Linked DNA regions of Danio rerio: all the other regions are linked to region 1. The links are chromatin contacts, called in public Hi-C and HiChIP or PLAC-seq maps. All regions are on one chromosome and are shown on one strand. The core of a region is the stretch at or near the end of the contact, and the rest is flanking DNA. Distances in the headings are between cores, read along the strand shown. Region 1 holds the start of pwwp2b (PWWP domain containing 2B). Region 2 holds the start of tmem254 (transmembrane protein 254). Region 3 holds the start of nkx6.2 (NK6 homeobox 2).

Region 1 (3,192 bases), core at 215-2,714:
ATTCATATTTACAGTCACACAGAATGAAACATCACGTTATCACACAAACACTAATATACGCAACATAAAACTGAATACAAAAAGATGAACACATAATGACTGCTCATTAATATTATAATGAACAACATTAATGTTGTGTTCCACTGACTGTGTGATTTAATAAAAAAAAAAGCGCAACCTAAGATCTGCATTTATAAAGAATCCCTGAATATTTGGCCTTTACACTGAATTTGTGTGCATAACAAGCTGATAATGAATGAAGTGATACGACTGATTAATGATAGATTTGAGATTCTCTGACTAATGATTGATGGACGAGCTGAATAAACAGCAGTGTTTGATGGGGAAATACACAAAGGGACACGCACACATCTTCATAAATAACAATAAATGCACATAATTCGACAGTAAAATCCTAAATGTCGCTGTTATTGAATAGGATGAAGATTATGAAGTGATATAACACTCTGTCGTCCTGTCTATAAACACACACAACCACACATTCAGGTGAATATATTCATATTTACACAGAAAGTAAAGCATTAATGTCAGATTTTTGCAGACAAACATTATCAACAGAACATAAAATAAACAACATAATAATAACTATAAAAAGATGAACATTTAATGACAGCTCTTTATTATTATGATCAATAACAATGTTGTGTTTACACTGCTTAAACAAGGCCGTGTGTGTGTGTGTGTGTGTGTGTGTGTGTGTTTTAATAAGTGCAACCCAAAATCTGCCTTTATAAAGGATCCCTGAATAGCTGACCTTTACACTGAATGTGTCCATAACAAGCTCACAATGAAGAATAATGAAGATATAAAGACATCCAGGATAATCAGGTTATTAATGATAAATGAAGATTTGAGATTCTCCGACAAATGATCGATGATAAAGCAGCAGTGTTTGACCGAGAAATACACAAAGAGACACACACCTTCATCATTATCATCACCATCATCTTCATCATCCTCATCATAAATCATAATAAAGCACATAACTCGACAGTGCAGTCATAAATGTCGCTGTTATTGACTAAGATGAAGATGAGGAGGATGATGACGGTGGTCAGTGTGTGTTTTCATTGTTTCTGCTGGAGGCCTGCTCGGTGCTCCGGCCTGCATTTTGCGGCCTGACGCGAATAAACTCCGTTATTTTCTCCGTGATAAAACCCAACAACAGCACAAAGAAAGCGACTCACTTTCGGCTGCAGTCCAGCAGGATCCCGGTGAAGCTCTTCTCCCGGTAGCGGAGCGTCACCACCAGCGTGTCGTTGAGGATCTGCTCGACGGTGACCGGGAGCCGGGAGCCGGCCCGCAGCTCCTCCGGTGAAGCCTGCATGTCGCGGTAACTCTCTGTCCGGCGTGAGAAGCTCGATCCCCGGCGGCGGAGCCTCGGCCTTCTGCTGCTGCGGTCCGTCAGCGCGCGCGCTCGCTCGCTCGGGAGGCTCCAGGACGCGCGCGGTGACGTCAGCAGCCGCAGATCCACCGACGCGGTGACGTCATCTCGCCGGCGGAGGAAGAGGAGAGGAGAGGAGGAAGGGTGCTGGATGGAGTCGGACACACAAACACAGATACACACACACTCTCTCTCTTTCTCCACAAACACAGACAGACACACAAGCAAACCTACACGTATACACTCATCCCCTCAGAACACGGTAAGTGTGTGTAAGCACACACACTGTAATCTGCTGTTTTACACCATTGAGCTCCATATAAAAGACAGAAACCCTTCAGCACAGGCCTATCTAAAGGGTTAATGCTGACAGCTGATGATCAACAGTAGAAATGGCAAATTGTCCCTCTTCCCAACAGGGAAAACACCAGCATCAGTCAAGAATGCATGACTATATGCTGTTATGCCCTTATAATCAATACATGTGATCATAATGCAAGTCAATGGGGCAAAAAACTGCACCAACATACCCAAAGGAGAGTCAATCTAAACAATACAAATGGGTTAAATGTTATCTTCCTGACAATGGCTGCCTGTTAAGTTTCGTATTGAATTTAAAATATTGCTTCTTATAAATCTCTCAATAATGGAGCTCCTGTTTATCTAACCAACCTCCTGTCCCACTACAATCCAACCCGCTCAAAACTCAGGGCTTCTTGTAGTACTTAGAATAGCAAAGTCCACTAAAGGAGGTCAAACCTTCTCATTTATGGTTTCTAAACTCTGGAATACCACGCCAACCAAACCGTGCTCTGGCACACCTCATCCAACCGGGCCAGGACCGGCTAACTGTATTCGGAGCATTCACACAAGTGAAACGAACCGGGAATCCAGTGGCGGATATAAACGAGTAAAATGGGCGATCGCTCAGGGTGGCATCTTGCTAGGCATGGAGAGCCCGCCCTCACCCCGCTATTAAATTTTGACTCCACCCCCCACCATTCTTCACTTTAATCAGCGAAAGTCCAACAGGAACACCATGAGGGCAGCACAATTGTCGTTTGCCTAGGGCACCAGTTAAGCTTGCAACGCTACTGAGTGCAGAGCGAGAGGGAGGAGGAAGGAGGCACAATCGTGCTTCGGCATGGCTCAAAGCAGCTGTACCCAGTATGAGTACGCCCCTACTGATTCAGTGATTGCCCTCTCTCTAGTGGACAGCCTTAGTATACCTGCTTTCATATCTAGCAAATCACAATCATCCAATCAACCCCTCCCCGCCCACATATGTTCTAATCCAGAAGTGGAGCTACAGAAGAATACACTGTAAAACAATGGCATGATGAATAAGTCATGGTAATGTGTTTTCATGTTAAACTTCATGATACATTTAACTGTCAAGCCTAAAAAATAATCATGTTTCTCCACTGATGCTCATGGAAATGTAACAGTCTCTGAAAGCAGACCATCTGCATGTTTTCATTGTTATAAAATAAAAAAATAATCAAAGCATTTAGATCATATTTAACCTGTACAGAACTCATACATCACGATAGCTCTGCAATGAAGATGTTGACCTAATATAGACACAGTTGAAGTCAGAATTACCCCCCCCCCCCCCTTTGAATTTCTTTTTTTTTTTAATTTTTCAAAAATTATGTTTAACAAAGCAAGGAAATGTTCACAGTATGTCTGATAATGTTTTTTTCTTCTGGAGAAAGTCTTATTTGTTTTATTTCGGCTAGAATAAAAGCAGTTTTTAAATTTTTTTAAACCCATTTTAATGACCA
Region 2 (3,188 bases), core at 32-2,531, 170 kb after region 1:
TTATATTACTGATTACACTTTTTACCATGTAATCAAACAAGGGTTAGTGCAAAAGTAATCCAAACGTAATTCAAAAGTAGTCAGATTATATTACTATAAATGTGCAATCAGAGAGATTATATTACTGATTATAGTTTTCCCATGTAACCAAACAATCCTAACACGAAAGTAATCTAAATGTAATCCAAAAGTAATCCAACTACTTTACCATAAATGTACAATCTGAGAGATTATTATTGATTACAGTTTTTATCATATAATCAAATAAGTGTTAGCACAAAAGTAATCCAAATGTAATCCGAAGGTAGTCAGATTACTTTAAATGTGTAATCTGAGAGATTATATTACTGATTATTTTTTGCCATGTAATCAAACAATGGTTAACACAAAAGTAGTCTAAATGTAATCCAAAAGTAATCCAATTACTTTATCATAAATGTGAAATCTGAGAGATTATATTACTGATACCTTTTTTGCCATGTAAACAAGCAGAAGTAATTCTAACACAAAAGTAATCTAAATGTAATCCAAAAGTATTCAATTACTTTAAATGAGTAATCTAAAAGATTATAGGACTAACTCGTTTTCATCATGTAGCACAAAAGTAAGTGTTAGCACAAAAGTAATTTAAAAGCAATCCAAAGGTAGTCTAGAGAAAAGTAGATTACCTCATGTTTAATCTGAGCGATGATATTACTGATTACACATTTTAAGTTATTTGTAATTAATACCTGATTACAATTCTTAAATAACCCACACAGTTCTGTATGTGTATCATTACACACGAATATATACAGGCATATAAATGTGTTCAGCGGGACTTTGACCCCTCGTGCAGTGTGTGTGTGTGTGTGTGTGTGTGTGTGTGTGTGTGTGTGTGTACTGTAGTAAACTTTGGCACTGTGGTAAAGTTCACTCCTTCTTCTCTTCATGAATTCTCAGATCATCTACACAGCTCAAGCACGCTGACGGTATGCACAGCTCGGGCATGTTGTGGGTCAGTTTATCCTCAGTTTGGCTGCTTCTGCTGAATAATTGATCAAGTTTTCTCTTACCGTGTAAAAGGCCAGCGCGAGGCTCACCGTCAGCATCCAGAACACACTGGTCCTCCTGAAGAACGAGCTGCCGTCAGTCTTCGCCATGATGAACACTGTAAACTTAATTAACTACACCAATTAATCAAACTAAACTAACTTAAATAAACGAACATGAGCGGAGCTGGACGCGTCTCTCTCAGCCGTCAATCAGCCAGTCACCATAGAGATCGCGGAGTACAGGAAGTGACATGGCGCCACACAATAAAAGTCCTGTAATGTTATTACGTTTTACGTTTCTGTGAGGAGTAGACGTTGATGAAATATAATTTAATGGGTAATTTAATAAATATTTCTGGCTATAATGACTGCTTTTACGTTACTCTGAGGGGTAGATGTTCATAAAATATAATATATAATTAATTAATAAATATTTCTCGTTATATTCACGTGAGGGGTTGGGGCAGAGGTAGATGTAAATAAAATACAATTAAATGGGCAATTTAATAATTAACTTGAATAATAATCTGTATTATGACTGTTTTACATCACTGTGAGGGGTTAGGGCAGGGGTAGACATTAATAAATATAATTTAATGTGTATTTTAGTAAATAATATAAATAATTCTTGTTATAAATACTGTATTTACATCACTGTGAGGGATTAGGGTTGGAGTAGATATTAATAAAATAGAATTTAATGTGTAATTGAATAAATAATTAATTCTTGTTGTGGTTACGGGTTTGACATTACTGTGAGGGCGAGAGGTTAATAAAATACAATTGAATGTGTAATTTAATGTCTTTCTGAACTCCATTAGACACAGAGGAATAAATATGACAAGATCCATTTTATTAGAAAAAGGTCTGTACATTTGCTGTGTCGGAAAACAGAAATCACACACAGTACATCAGAACCAGTGTTACTCTCAGCCTCTAACAGCCCAGAGGAACGGGAGCAGATGAAGATTAATGATTAACATCCATCTTCAGGCAGTATTATGTGCTAAAGTGTGGACAAAAGTCAAGTTTCAAATCCTTCATTCGTCTGCAAATGATGAGCTTCAGTCTGATCTCTAGAATCAAGGCATTCAGAAAGTGACGCTCAAGAGCACTTGGAGCTGCTGTCACCCACATGAACAATACTGTAGTGCTTTATAATAAATACTGTAGTTATTTACAACCATACTATAGTCAGGTGTGTTATTATATTATACTATAGCATTTCCTATAGCAACTCTTTATTAACACATGCTCCAGCATACTGCACTACTAACTACAGTATAGTGAACTGATAAACCGTAATAAATACTGTAGCATACTTTAGTCTTCACTACAGGAAACTGTGGTGTATTGATGTATAATATACCCTACAGTCACAGGAAACTGTTTATGTAGTTATTGTGTTACCATAGCAACTATAGAATCCATAGCAACTATAGAATCACCACAACAGATTAACTACTATAGTTTTAGTTACCATAGCAACCATGAAATCACAACAGATGAATTACTGTAGCTGTAACCATAGCAACTATAGAATCATCACCAACAGATTAGGTTTTTGTTACCATAGCAACTATAAATTCACCTTAACAGATCAAATGCTAATGTTGTTGTGTTACCATAAAAATTCAAGATTCACCATAAGATTATTTTTATAGTTGTTACCATAGCAACTGTAGAATCACCACAACAAAATATTTTTTACCATAGCAACTGTAAAATCACCACAACAGATACATTTCTATAGTTCTGTTACCATAGCAACTGCAGAACCACCATAACATATACATTTCTATAGTTGTTGTGTTACCATAGCAACTGTAGAATCACCACAACAGATACATTTCTATAGTTGTGTTACCATAGCAACTTTAGAATCACCATAACTGTTTAGTTACTACAGTTGTTTTGTTACCATAGCAACCCTAGAATCACCACAACAGATCAAATCACTATAGTTGTTGTGTTACCATAGCAACTGTAGAATCACCACAACAGATACATTTCTATAGTTGTTGTGTAATTATAGCAACTGTAAAATCACCATAACGGTTTAGGTACTATAGTTGTTGTGTTACCGTAGCAACTGTAACCACCACAACAGATCAATTGCTTTTCTTCTTGTTTTACTATAGCAACAGTAGAATC
Region 3 (3,164 bases), core at 9-2,508, 260 kb before region 1:
CACATTTAAAAAATAGTCACTATATTAATGAATAAGTTTATAAATGTAAAACAAATATAGGCTAGATAATATCCGCAAAACCCGCATTGTCGCAATCATTTTATCTGTTAACCCACAGAATGAATAAATAACTGGATTGTTATTTATGTCATTTAAGCTCGTATTGTTTTAATGGAAAATGTGTAAAGTCATCGTCATATTTCACACGGCGCGTTTCTGCTTTCTCGTTGTTTTGATGAAGGTCTAAATAATGTTGAACCCTTTTAAATTCGCCACGGTCATATTTCATCCCCGCAGATCCATAAAACATGAGCGCTGCACTTAAACAGATGATCTCTGTCTGTCTCCACAAAACACACAGCAGAAAACACTCCAGTCAAGATCACGGAGAGATCGCGGAGAAATGCGGCATTGTTGTTTTAACAATGCCAATGTACTACATCAGCTCGGCTAAATGAAGGAATGAATGATCTCAGAGCAGAAGAAAAGAAATGCAGTGGAGAATCAGATATTATCAGCATATATTAAGATTAAAACTGATAATAAAAACACCCTGCATGGGGAAAAACACGCGCTAATGGATGCGTTAAATTATACACCAAACAACTCGTGTTATACATTATTTTAAATGATTAATTGAGTAGTGGTTTAGTAACAACTCGTCTGCTTTTAAAACTTAGACTGAAATAAAAGATTGCAATATGTTAAACATGCAAATATTAAGTTATTCGTTTGATAATAACCTGAGATATACAAAACAGAGGACGCGATTAAATAATAGCCTATTTTCCCCATGCAATATTGATGTTTAAAAAAACACGCACGATGCGAAGTAATAAGACGCGATACTTTAATCGCACTTTATTACTATCTACTGCATCTAACGCGATGGATGGATATGCGAGCGCTAATTATCTGTTAAACATCAGTATATGGACTAAGCTAAACAAACGACCGAGCGCTTATTAATATGATTAGACACAGCTGTATGAGGTTAATGTACTTACTCTGCCACCGGCGTCATAAAGTAAACGCGTCTATTGTGTCAAACGCAGAAACAATGATTTCTACAGTGCGACGCGTCATTAATGCCGCTTCAATACGAGCTTGATGGAGTGCGGCTTTGTGGCGTTTGCGCGCATGCAAATTCCCCGCCGCGCGTCCTCCAATCACAGCGTGGCGTCACTTAGAGTCTTCCAATAGGGGAGTCGCGCTCGCAGGTGGCGGCGAGGTTATCAGCTCGTCGTCGCTGCCGGAGCGCATTGACCGGGGAATCGCACCTCAGATGCGGGGAACACGCTGCACTCGAAGCGGCCGTCAGATCTGCCGAACACCGCCGATTGGATTGCGCTCCGGAAACTCACTCGCGCGTGGGAAACATTTGCAAAGTTTCGCCTCCAGTTGAAAGTTCAGTTGGATGAGCTGTCAAACTTTATTTGCTGTACTTTGTGTGTGCTGTGTTCTTGGTTTTTGTTTCTCCGCGGTTTGTCCTGTGGCTCCGGCGCACCAATGTTAGCGGTGGGACAGATGGATAGTAACCGGCAGAGTGCGTTCGTCCTGGGCAGCACTCCACTGGCTGCGCTGCACAACATGACCGAGATGAAGACCTCTTTATTCCCGTACGCTCTGCAGAGTCCCGCCGGCTTCAAGGCTCCTTCTCTCGGCAACCTGAACTCTCAGATCCCGCTGGGGACGCCTCATGGAATAAGCGATATTTTGGGCAGACCCATCACCACTGCAGGACAGCTGCTCTCGGGTTTCCCTAGGATCAACGGATTGGCCACTTCAGCCGGGATGTACTTCAACCCGGCGGCCGTTTCTAGATACCCCAAACCGCTGACGGAGCTGCCCGGGCGGGCGCCCATATTCTGGCCGGGAATGATGCAAGGCTCGCCGTGGAGAGACCCGCGGGTTCCCTGTGCGGGTGAGTTTTGCGCGCTTGATCGAAATCAAGCTTAGATCCTCGAGTTGGAATATTTTATTGTACTTTTTTAAAACGCTGTGTTATTTAAACCCACATTTATTGCGAAATGTCCACAAATGCAACCAGTGCGTTAAATCTGCGCTATGCGTTAATTGCCTAAACTAGCCGAGAAGTCGGTTTTGTTCATATTTTAACCAGCATGTTTTTATTTACAGAGTGTGGTGTTTGACACTTGTTGGCTCTCAGTGACATGACAGCGCAATCTCTCATGAAGTTGAGTGGGTTTATTAGCTGACCGTGTCTCGTTTTTTTCTTCTTCTTCAGCCCAAGCAAACATGATGCTGGACAAAGATGGCAAGAAGAAACATTCCAGACCGACTTTTTCAGGACAGCAGATTTTCGCACTGGAGAAAACCTTCGAGCAGACCAAATATCTGGCCGGTCCGGAGAGAGCCAGACTCGCCTATTCTCTGGGAATGACCGAGAGCCAAGTCAAGGTAAACACAAAACTCCCAGATCAATCTAAGACTTAACTTCTCACAGCTGAAAACCACCAATAAGTTTGCAAAGCAGAGAGATGAGAGGTCGCACCGTTAATTTAGGACGCGGATAATTGCGGATAACTAATAATGTTTTCCTAACAATTTTGTTGTCATTAGGACACATTTAGGCCTTTGCTTTACGAAAACCCTGCTCAACTTTTTAATTACTTTAAAATAGGAAACAAATATTTGCTCTTAATTACATGTACGCTCTAAATAAAAATGTGTTGTTAACGTTACAAGTTTTCTTTTTTAAGGCTAATTAAATTTAAACTACAGTTTTGACACAACAGCCTTTTCCATATTTGATCCAACATTGGGCTGCAGCATTTTAAACCTGCTTTAAATTAATTATATATTTTCAGTCCAGTTGTTTTAATTAAACATTTTCAGGTGGCGTGATAAAAATCGGTAAAGTCTAGCTGGATATCAATATAGCATCTTTCGTCTCACTGTGCAACATTAACTTTTATTTTTGATGTTACTGCGGGGAGCAGACGTAATTAAAATACAATAATACACTTAAAATAACTATTAATTTGAAATGAGCTGAAACAACACAATCCTTGTTTTTTTTTTGTTGGGACAACTTAATTGTTTTATCTCCAATCTTCTTAAATTTGTAAAAACTAACAAGTTAACTTCATTCATGTCGTCCCAACACAAATCGATTGCGTTGAACACATTTTTTTACATTA

Evidence for each region. A called contact is a pair of places that touch in the nucleus more often than the background predicts. HiChIP or PLAC-seq counts read pairs in DNA pulled down with a chosen protein or histone mark.
Region 2: a contact with region 1 is called in a Hi-C map of hematopoietic stem cells, with 3 times the contacts expected there. The contact joins the promoter of tmem254 here to the promoter of pwwp2b in region 1. A contact is called at or near these places in 5 of 18 Hi-C or Micro-C datasets (caudal fin, embryo, hematopoietic stem cells and 1 more) and 3 of 4 datasets of contacts at active chromatin or transcription factors (caudal fin, embryo and gastrula embryo).
Region 3: a contact with region 1 is called in an H3K4me3 HiChIP or PLAC-seq map of gastrula embryo, with 2.7 times the contacts expected there. The contact joins the promoter of nkx6.2 here to the promoter of pwwp2b in region 1. A contact is called at or near these places in 2 of 4 datasets of contacts at active chromatin or transcription factors (embryo and gastrula embryo).

What each region holds. Positions count from the first base shown.
Region 1 is chr13:56,125,420-56,128,611 of GRCz12tu, forward strand. It overlaps pwwp2b (PWWP domain containing 2B), which reads right to left and starts at 1,465. Exons shown (of 3, transcript XM_001920829.9): 1 at 1,209-1,465. The coding sequence starts at 1,348.
Region 2 is chr13:56,298,689-56,301,876 of GRCz12tu, forward strand. It overlaps tmem254 (transmembrane protein 254), which reads right to left and starts at 1,282. Exons shown (of 4, transcript NM_200370.2): 1 at 1,056-1,282. The coding sequence starts at 1,142.
Region 3 is chr13:55,870,026-55,873,189 of GRCz12tu, forward strand. nkx6.2 (NK6 homeobox 2) reads left to right here and starts at 1,259. Exons shown (of 3, transcript NM_001135784.2): 1 at 1,259-1,924; 2 at 2,249-2,421. The coding sequence starts at 1,510.